Regions from separate parts of the Pan troglodytes genome. Here region 1 is linked to region 2. The links are chromatin contacts, called in public Hi-C maps. All regions are on one chromosome and are shown on one strand. Each heading gives the region's core, a stretch centred on a gene start, on an enhancer-like site or on the middle of the called end of the contact. The rest is flanking DNA. Distances are from core to core; before and after follow the strand shown.

Evidence for each region. A called contact is a pair of places that touch in the nucleus more often than the background predicts.
Region 1: a contact with region 2 is called in a Hi-C map of stem cell-derived neural progenitor cells, with 2.3 times the contacts expected there. The contact joins the promoter of LOC107972755 here to the enhancer-like site in region 2. A contact is called at or near these places in 1 of 7 Hi-C or Micro-C datasets (stem cell-derived neural progenitor cells) and 1 of 1 datasets of contacts at active chromatin or transcription factors (stem cell-derived excitatory neurons).

Annotation. Positions count from the first base shown.
Region 1 is chrX:40,529,602-40,534,381 of NHGRI_mPanTro3-v2.0_pri, forward strand. It overlaps LOC107972755 (actin nucleation-promoting factor WAS), which reads right to left and starts at 3,108. Exons shown (of 1, transcript XM_016947537.4): 1 at 1-3,108. The coding sequence starts at 2,587. The coding sequence ends at 1,490. The region is part of intron 1 of BCOR (BCL6 corepressor); the gene reads right to left.
Region 2 is chrX:40,027,657-40,032,184 of NHGRI_mPanTro3-v2.0_pri, forward strand. No RefSeq gene overlaps it. Among named protein-coding and RNA genes, the nearest start is that of MIR3937, 57 kb to the right of the region's middle. Within about 2 kb of position 1,810, at least 2 of the 24 cell types and tissues checked have an H3K27ac peak or open chromatin away from gene starts, as enhancers often do. A contact at or near this core is called in stem cell-derived neural progenitor cells, where this site is marked.

The DNA.
Region 1 (4,780 bases), core at 1,858-4,357, 500 kb after region 2:
CCCCTCCCCAAAAGGAGGATGTGTCTAGAAGAGGGAGGATGAAGGCAGAGTGAGAGGCCTCAACCCAGACCCACCAGCAGCTTTTGAGAGATGAAGGAGGGGAGAAGTTCAGAAAGCGAGGCCTGGGGAAGCCACACGACCCAAGGCCAAGCCCAGATTTTGTTCTTAAAATAATAATTAAAAAAAAGAACCACCCAGCCTTCCACCCTGGACTACACCCTGTGTTGTACCAGAAAGGCCTGGGGGAAAGAATAAATTCTGCCACCCTTGCTTCCCCCGGGAGCCCACATTTTTGAATCTTCCTTTTCCACTGACACTCCAGAGACCTCCTTCCTCCCGGTTTAACACACTAGTGTTTTTTAGCAATTAAGGCGAGAAGGGGGTGGGGATAAAGATAAGCCAATTTTTTTTTCCGCCATGCAAGTGTGAGAGATAAGATAACGCTAAGCTGGGGCAAAGCGGCTGCTTACAACCTCCCCTTAGCGATTTTGATCGGTCACTTCTTATCTCGCAAAAATGCTCTTTTCGAAAACTGGATCAAAAAAGAAAAAGAGAAAAAGAAAAGAAAGAAAGAAAGATTTTCATTTGGAAGTGACATTTAAAACCCACCTCCCCTCCACTGACAACCCACCCCCCATTGGCGGGGCTCCCCAGGAAAAGTCGCACCTCGACTGCAGGATTTCAGGCTTTCTCGCGGGGGGCAGGATTACTAGTGCAATTAGGTTGAATAAAACCAGGGATGCGTGATGAGGATTTATCCTGTATCCAACCCAAGCTCGCGGCTGGGTTTTCCTTCTCTTAGTTACTGGTCGATGTTTGTGTTTCGCCATCGCACTCAGTGCCTTCAAACTAAACAGGTAGTTATACTTGGGAGGGTCATATAACTATGTCAACATGAAGTGGTTGTTAATGCGAAATAAGAAGAAACTCTTCTGATATTTATAGGCCCCTATAAAGGGAGAGAAAGGAAATCACACTCCCTAGAACCCGAAAGCTCCCAGCCGAACCGGACCCTCGGGGAGTTTTAGAAATCCTTCTTTCCTCACAGGAATTTCGCGAAGGGGTTTCCGGAAGACTTTGTCGAAGAAGGTTTTGGTATCAGACTCCACGACCTCAGAGCGCCCTGCAAATTCCCCCCGGCCCAGTGGCTAGCCCCAGAATGCAAACCTCAAGGCGGGCGCCCCAGACCAAGCTGACCTAGCCTCTGCCCACCCCCAGCCCACAACCCCGAGGCTCCCACCCCCTGCCCCCGACCGGGTCGGCACCGTGGCGTCCGGCACATGCCAAGTCTACCGTCTCCAGGCCAGGCTGCAAGATCCAAAGGTTGGGGCCTGCCGCGGCCGGATTGTCCCTGGGGAGCCGAAACCGCCCAGCGGGGAAACCCCTCCTCTCGCCCTTCCCCGAAAAGCTTGGCCGCGGTCTAAGCTCCGAGCAAGCGGGCATCCGCTGACAGCCGGGCCTCACGTAAGGCCCACACGCGTCCCATTAGTCAGCCCGAGTTCCCCTCGGGCGAGCCGCCTGGCGCGGCCCCAAGGCCGGGCTCAGGCGGGGAGGGGGTGCGGGGCCGCAGCGAGCTGGGGGCGGAGGTGCGGGCTCCGCGGGGCCCGGCCAGGCTCGGTTCCGCGTTCCTGGGCCCGCGGGTAAGCTGAGTCGGCGGGGCAGGCCGCTCCCTGGCTGGCGCCGGGGCGCCGAGCTGCGCTTCACGTGCCCGCCATATCAGCAGCAGCGGCGGCGGCGGCGAGGAGGGGGGGCTGGGAGGCGCGCGGCCGTTCCCGCGGGGTCTGCGGACCCCGCCTCCCCGCCCCTCCCCGTGGGGGCTGGGCCGAGACCACCCTGCGGCCCCCATCCCAGCGCAAGCCGAAAGCGGCGCTGCCAGACGCAGAGAGGCTCCTGGGGCGCCGTTCCGAGAGCCGCGCGGCGGCAGCAGCCAGGGGAGGGTGCTCCTCGCGGCCGCCCCGCCGCCGCCGCCGCAGTCACGGGGACCGGAAGCCCTCGCGCCGCCCCGAGCGGCCTCCGCTGGCCCCAGGGCTGTTCCAGACGAGGGCTGGCCGCGCGTCACCCCTGATCCCTCCTCGCCCCAGGCGACCACCCGGGCCCTGCGGTATCCCGGTGTAAGCCGGGAGGACCCTTCCTGCGGTCCGATGAGATGTCCCTGTCCCTCTGCTACCACCATAAGCACGCCCCCCCGCACCGCTCGCAGCTCCGCAGCTGGGACGGGAGGGGCGCGGAGCCGCCACTCCGGCCGGGCAGGAACACCTGCTCCCAGGCCCTGCAGCTGGGCGCGTGCTGCTGTGAGAGGCTGCCTACTGTTGTGTGCAGAGATCGCGGAGAAGAAAATAGGGCTCCGAAGCTCAGGGCCAGGAGCAGCCAAGCCTCGGCCACCCCCATCTCCCACCCACTGCAGGCGACAGAGCGCGAAGCCAGAGGGCCTGCTGGGGGCCTGGGTCTCTTTTCGAAGGTCGAAGGGCCGCCACCCCTGGGATCCGGCTTCTGGCCTGAAGAGGTCGTTCATAAAACAGATGGGGCAAAACCTGTTTTGGGAGCCTTCCCTGTGTCCGCCCCCGCTCTCCAAACCAGACACACTCATCTCCCCCTCAGCCCTACTCTAGCCTCCGGCGGGGGACAGGAGTAGGTCATGGCGGCACCGGTACTCCACCCGCCCCGCTCCACGTAGGGACGTAGGGTCGGCTGCGGGGCTCGGACTTTGCCACTCCACCTAGGGAAGGGCCAATGGACGCTCCCCGTCTCCTCCGTGTCCGAAGGAGATCGGGCGGCGGAGCTGACCTGCAAGGCTTGCCCTGCCTCACCCACCCCCCACCTCCGTCCCACCCTCCCCGACTCTCCTGGCCCAGGGCCCGGCCGGGGAAGGCGTTGTTTTGCCAGCGGGAGCCGAGCGAGTGCACAGAGAAAAGCCTCCCTGCTCTAATGAGAGTGCACACAGCGCTGCAGCGAGGAGGATGATTACCCTGCGGGCGGGGGGGCGCGGGCTCGGGCCGCGGGCGGCGTGTGCGGCGGCCCCGCGGGCCCGGAGTCCCCTCCTGTCTGGCTGCTAATCGCACGCTTTCTGCTGTTACGGAGGCAGGCGGGAGCCGGCGGCCGAGCCCAGCGCCGGCGACTCGGCGGGTGACACGGAAACATGGCGCAGCGCCCCTCCCCCGCCCGCGCTCCCGCCTCCCGCCCTCCCCGCGCTCCCGCCTCCCGCCCTCCCCGCGCTCCCGCCTCCCGCCTCGCACTTCCTCCCGCCCGCGCGGCTTTTGCAGTTCTAATGCTCTGCTTTCGGCCTGGCACCATTACGCTAGCAGCCGCTTCTCCGCGGCCCCGCGCGTCTCTTTCCCCTTTGTTTTCGGGGTCTATAGAAAACGTTTGCTTTTGTCCCGAGCTCTCGTTAAACCAAACTTGTGGTGGCAACGGAAGGCGGTGCAGGCGGGGAGGGGTCCGGGGATTTTGGCAGCAGCCGGCCAGAGCGTGGTGGAAACTTCTCTCGCTGGGTTCTCCGCTCCCTCCCACTCCCCCTCCCCAACACAGAGCCGCCGGCCTCCCGACGCTTCTCCCTTCGCCCCCGAGAGGCCCCAGTGCTCCAGGAAGGTCTGGGCCACAGAGACTGTGACCAGGGGTGAAGAACCCAGAGTGCGTGTCTGTGAGCCCCGAGGTTTTGGCACTCGATGACCTCGCTCCCTGCAGCCCCGACTTACCTCTTTCCCTTTGGTCATTCGGGGCTTTGTATCAGTCGGTGAAGAAGGAAGGGGAGGGAAGAGAAAGTGTTTCTTTCGTGCGTGTGGTTTTTATTTTTAGGATTTGTTGGAATCTGTCACCCCCAACTGCACAGCCCCCTCCCGTATAGGATCTAGGGCGAAAGCGGGGAAACGTCGGCTTTAGAGGGAAAGGGTCGGGTCAGAAACCTAGCCCTGGAGGCTGGATCGTACTCTCCTGGCGGGCTCAGCCACACTTGGTCGGCACGCGGGGCGGGGCGACCCAGCAGAGTGGGGGACGCAAGGGCCAGGTCCCTCGGTCCAGGAGACGCCAAACGTTCCAACCTTGGAGCGAGAGAGCAGGAACCCCCGCCCCCACCCAAGCGCGCGCGCTCCCTAGCTCGACGCGCAAGCCGTGGCTCTCCGCGCCAGAGCTGCTCAGGCGGCAATTTTTTAAGCCTGCAATTAAGCGAGGCGTCGCCGTGTCCTCTGCTAGTGTCGGTCCTGTCAGTCGCACATGGCCTTGGTGCTCCGGTCCGAGGCCCCGCGATTAGTCACAGGCTCGCTTCGCTCCTTCCCTAATCCGCCTCTGCAGGCAGCCTGGGGACGCGGCCGACTTGGCGGCGCTGGCAGGGAGCCACTGCCCGCGGGGCGGGCCGCCTGACCAGTGCCAGCCCCGCTGCGCCCGAGCCGGCGTGGGCCCTGGGGTGCGGGTTTGGCGCCCCTCCCCTCTCACAGCCCCCTGGCTGGGGTGGCTGCGCCCCTCCTCCTCCCGCCCCTCTCCCGGGCCTGAGAGATCTATTTGTGTGGTGTCATTTGCATAAAAATAGGACAAGTGTTTCTGTGCGTTCATACGCGGGAGGCGAAATCCTTATTGATGTGTCTGTGTGGAGCCTTCGGTTGTCGGAGCGGTTTGATTTAGGGTGTTTGTGTTGCCTTCTACAAGAAAGGAGAGAAAGTCCTTCTCAACTCCTTCGGCGGCCTGGGCCCCCAGAAGCATGTCCCTCTGCGCGGCCGGAATGGTCCACCACTTGGGCCCCAAGCGCGCCGGATCCACAGCGAGCAGGTTGAGGGCCAGGCGGGAGGCCCAT
Region 2 (4,528 bases), core at 560-3,059:
TCCCCCCCCCGCCCCCCTCCCCACCCACCCCCCCCGCCTGCTGGCAACTGTTCCCTCCACCCTTTCAGCTGCTGGTCACTGAGTCAGCAAGTTCAAGGAGACTGGCTTTTGATTGACCACCCACAGTCTGCAGGCAAAACCTTCTCTCTGACAGGGAGGCCTTGAATGCAGGTGGTCTCCAGAAGCTTCCCCTCCCCTCTACTGGGGGCTTAGAGGCCACACCAGCCCAGCGCAGGGACTGCCTGATGGCCTATTTCCCAGCAGGGATTGCCGGTGAGCCTGTGTGGGAGTGTGTGCGCACATCCTGCTTCTCTACTTCCAGGATCAAAATAAATTGCCTGATTGACAAACCTCCTCTGTAGTTCGTGTGCGCTGGGCCCGTGGGTCGTCCGTGGCTACAGATGCAGTCAGCTGACCTAATCCATTTATCTTATTTATACTGTATTCCATTTTCCATATGCAGAGTTAGGGCCTCCCGGATCTGTTATGCAAATTAGACATGATGATTTGCAAATGAGCAGAGGCCTGGCACTTTTTAAAAATTATCATTAAGAATGTTGCCACCCTGCCACTGGCGGGGAGGAGGGAGGCTGGAAGGGAAGAAATGAAGGCATGTGATCCAAAGCTTCCTTCTCTATGTGGCTGGTTGGCTCATCCCTCCATTCTCCCAGCCTTCTGAACCCCCGCTGACTCCTGTCTTCTCATATATTCACTCCATTGGAGGGGGCTGACGAGCACAGGCATCACTGGGGAGAAAGAAAAGGCTGGCAGGGGATTCACAAAGAGCTGAAAAAGGCCAGAGGGAGATGTCCAACAGCCGGGCTGCAAGTAGCCCTTGAAAGCTGGCACCAGCCATCCAGAGTCCCACAGCCCACTGCCTCAACCAACAAAAGACAGAGGCTCACTGATGGATGTGTTACTTTTGTAGAGTGGGGAAGTGAGATGGGTGGATGGTGATTTTCCAGGGTTTTTCTTTAGGGCAAGCAAGTACCACCTGTAGGCTGTTCCATAGGATACTCCTCAATCAAATGGCCCCAGAACAAGCCTTGCACCACCAGATCTCATCCTGGGTGGGAACAGTAAGAAGTGCATTATAACTCACAAGCATGCAACTTGACAGAGTCTTTTTTCTCCCTCATTCTCTCCTCAAAACCCCCTTCAGGCAGACGGCTTGGTTCAAAACTACACCAAGTTGGGCCTTTAGCTTAGTCCTTAGCCATGACCTATAGCTCAGAGGTCAGCATATGGATGAGATCAAGTGAGGGCACTCGCATCTGAATCTTCTTCGGGCACTCCAAGCAGTACATTGAAAGTGAGGCGCCACGTATGGTCCCACAAGGCATCATGGAAAATGATCCATCTCTGGCCAGCCAGATGGGGGCCAGTTGGGGTACCCAGACTCGAGAAATGGGAAAGCATCCCCATGTAAAGCTCCTCCACACCGTCATCATGTTCCTTCTGGTTTCCCCTGCTGGGGCTCCTGGCAGTCTGCTGTGTTGTTTTCTAGTGTGGTATTTGAGAAAGAACCCTCATTTTAGTTCAAAGTTCTGCAGATTAATCTGAAGCCAATATCTTACTTTTTTTTAATACACTGGAGAAAAGAACATGTAATCCCAGCTTTTCCAAAAGCAGAGCAGAAGAGTTCAATAACAAAGTTGTATTTCACTTGGCAATCGGGGAAAGCTGCCCCTTTTCTTCCAAGCGTCCTTGTTTATTGTTCTGTTCCTAAGAATATCCAGAAGAGACATCTCCAGGGCAGCAGGCACTCTTTCACCAGGAATTTCAAAAATGGCATTCGAAACATTTTGCCAAGAGTTAGGCAAATGCAGGCGGGTCCCCAGCATGCAAATTATAGTGCCAGACATCAGGAACAGTATGGAGAGTTGTCTCTGACAAATAAGATGATGTTTGCAGAGTTTTTAATAAAATTAAATACAAGATCCTGAAGGAGATAATGCCAGATTTAACCCCAACGTGCCTGGTTTGCATTAAGAACCCACATACCTCCTTGCTATCCCTCTGGCTCTCAACACAAATCCAAATCTCCTTTGAATCTTGTCTTAATGTGTTTCACGAACGGCAAGCCATCATTGGTGACCAGGCGGTGTTTTTAATTACTGTGTTCTGTTCACTTCTGTAAGGTGCTGTTGTTATCTTTCCAGCAGATACTTACAAATATGGCTTCTTTGGAGGTTCCCTGTGATCTCCACAAGGACTGCAACTGCTAATGAGAGCCAGGCAGGGCCCCAGCCAAGGGGGCCACTGATTATCAAGCCAAGAAACAACCAGACTCAGAAACTAATGAGCAGGCAAGGAGACCAAAACAGACTAAGAATATGGAGCACAGCACCAGAGAGAAAGGCCACCAAGACAACCTTAGGAGGGAGACGGAGAGGGAGATAAACTTTAATTCTATCAGAACATACAGTTGCTAACAGACAAGGCAGCTGTGTTGGTGAGAGCAGAGGGAGCTTTTTATTGGAGGCCTTGGAGATATGGCTGCAGCCCATCAGGGAAAGAACATGTGGGACATAAAAGACCGGATTTATTCCCCGAAGGCTCTTCTGACGTTGGGAGCCAATGTTTGAAAACCAGGTCTCTCCCCTGCCATTATTTTCCCTGCTTGAGATGACACCTACCCACCTTCCACAGGTCTACAAATCTGCTCTGCCACTCCAAGGTCATTGCAAATTCTATCCCATACCCTGGACTGCCCAGATGATCAGTGGTTTTATTAACCAAACATTTATTCAGTTCCCTCTATTGGCTAGGTTCTGGGAAGATGATTCTATGATGATCACTGCCCTGAAAGAAGAGTTAGGAAGATCAACATGGAAAGGAATACTTGGAGGAACTGGGACCCTCAATGGCTCTTCCAGTCATTGAGAAAGAAATCATGTCCTACCTTGAGACCTGCTCTTGCAGGGTCATTTTGATCTGAGATTTTACTCTGGAATTGTTTCAGACAGATGCCTTGGGGCAGAGACTGGTAGATGCTCACCAAAACTGTTTCCTCTTCCTGGGCGCACAAACTAGTTTTGAAGCTCCTTTTAAACTTGATGAGAGAACAGCTTTCACCAATCAACTATGAGCAAAAGGGATTAAGGACTCAAGAGGCAGGGTGTCTTCTCCGTTCTCTCTCTTGTCTCTTCTCTCCTCTTCCCTCCTCTCCTCTCCTCTCCTCCTCCTTCTCCTCCTCCTCCTCCTCCTCCTCCTCCTCCTCCTCCTCCTCCTTCTTCTTCTTCTTCTTCTCTCTCTCTTTCTCCCTCTCCCTCTCTCTCTCTCTCTCTCCCCTTTTGCTGCTAGTTGGATGATGTGCCAGGTTGGTCTTGAAGGCATATAGTGAAAATGGCAGAGGCACAACACCATAGGAGACTGATGTGCTAAGTCAAGCCCCCTAAAAGCAGAGCTTAAGGAGTTTCTACCCAAGGGATTTCATGGCAAAATGTTCCCAGCAGAAGCTGCAAGGACTGAGAGAAGCAGGATGAGGCAAAGGGAGAATCTAAGCAAACAGGTAGTTTAAAATGAAGTTCAGCCTCTGATAGCACAGGAGCTCTGATGCTTGAGTAGCTCCAAGGAGTTGCATCCACTTGAGACCAAAGAGCCAGGCATTTGTACCCCTGTACCATTGCCTACAGGCTGCCCCCAGGGCTGCCTATCTTCTCAGGCATCTCTGGGTGGAGTGGCTGTCAACTCAGGGCAAATAGCTGGATCATGATGCAGCTGTGAGCAATTAGCATTTCCAGCAGCTGCAGGAGGGATGCCCCAGCCTGAAAAAGGAGAACAGAGAAAGGATGTAGTAGCCTCAGCTACAATGGGCCCCTGAAGGACTCCATGGAACAGAGCCCCAGCCTGCTTTTTGTGTGACGTGAACAAGAAGGAATCCTATACTGTGTTAAGCCACTGAGATTTTGGATTTGTTTTTTACAGCAGTTAGTGTCTGACTACTGTAATTGCACACCTAGTCTCCTAAACCAAAAGTTGGTGAACTTATTCTGTAGAGGACCAGATTATAAATATTTTCAGCTTCATGGGCCATATGGTCTCTGTCACTGCTATTGGCCAGATTTGTGTTGTGGATCATAATTTGCCAACCGCTTATTCTAAACTATAACCCTCAAGACTGAAGACTATGTCTCGGAGTTCTTTCTTTTTCACCTAAGGACTAGGATAGAACTTTGCCTGTACCATACAACCACTAAAACCCAGCTGATTGATTTGAAAATTAAAAAATAAAATAAGGTTTTGGTTGTGGTTGTTACTTAATTTGATTTCAACTTGAGTGACCACAGAGGGCTGTCCTTTGGGGTCTGGTGAAGATTATTGTGCATTCTGAGCTCCTGTTGGGGATGGTTGGCTGCAGTTCCCCAGACCTCGAGACCGCCTGTCTCAAGTCTGTCTCACCAGGGAGAACAGAACTTGGCTGGAGAGATCAGCAAGGTTCAGTGCAGCAACAGGTGCAGCATGACCATAGAGGGCCCAGACATGCATAAGGATCAGTATCATCATGTCTTAGAATCTTGGGGCT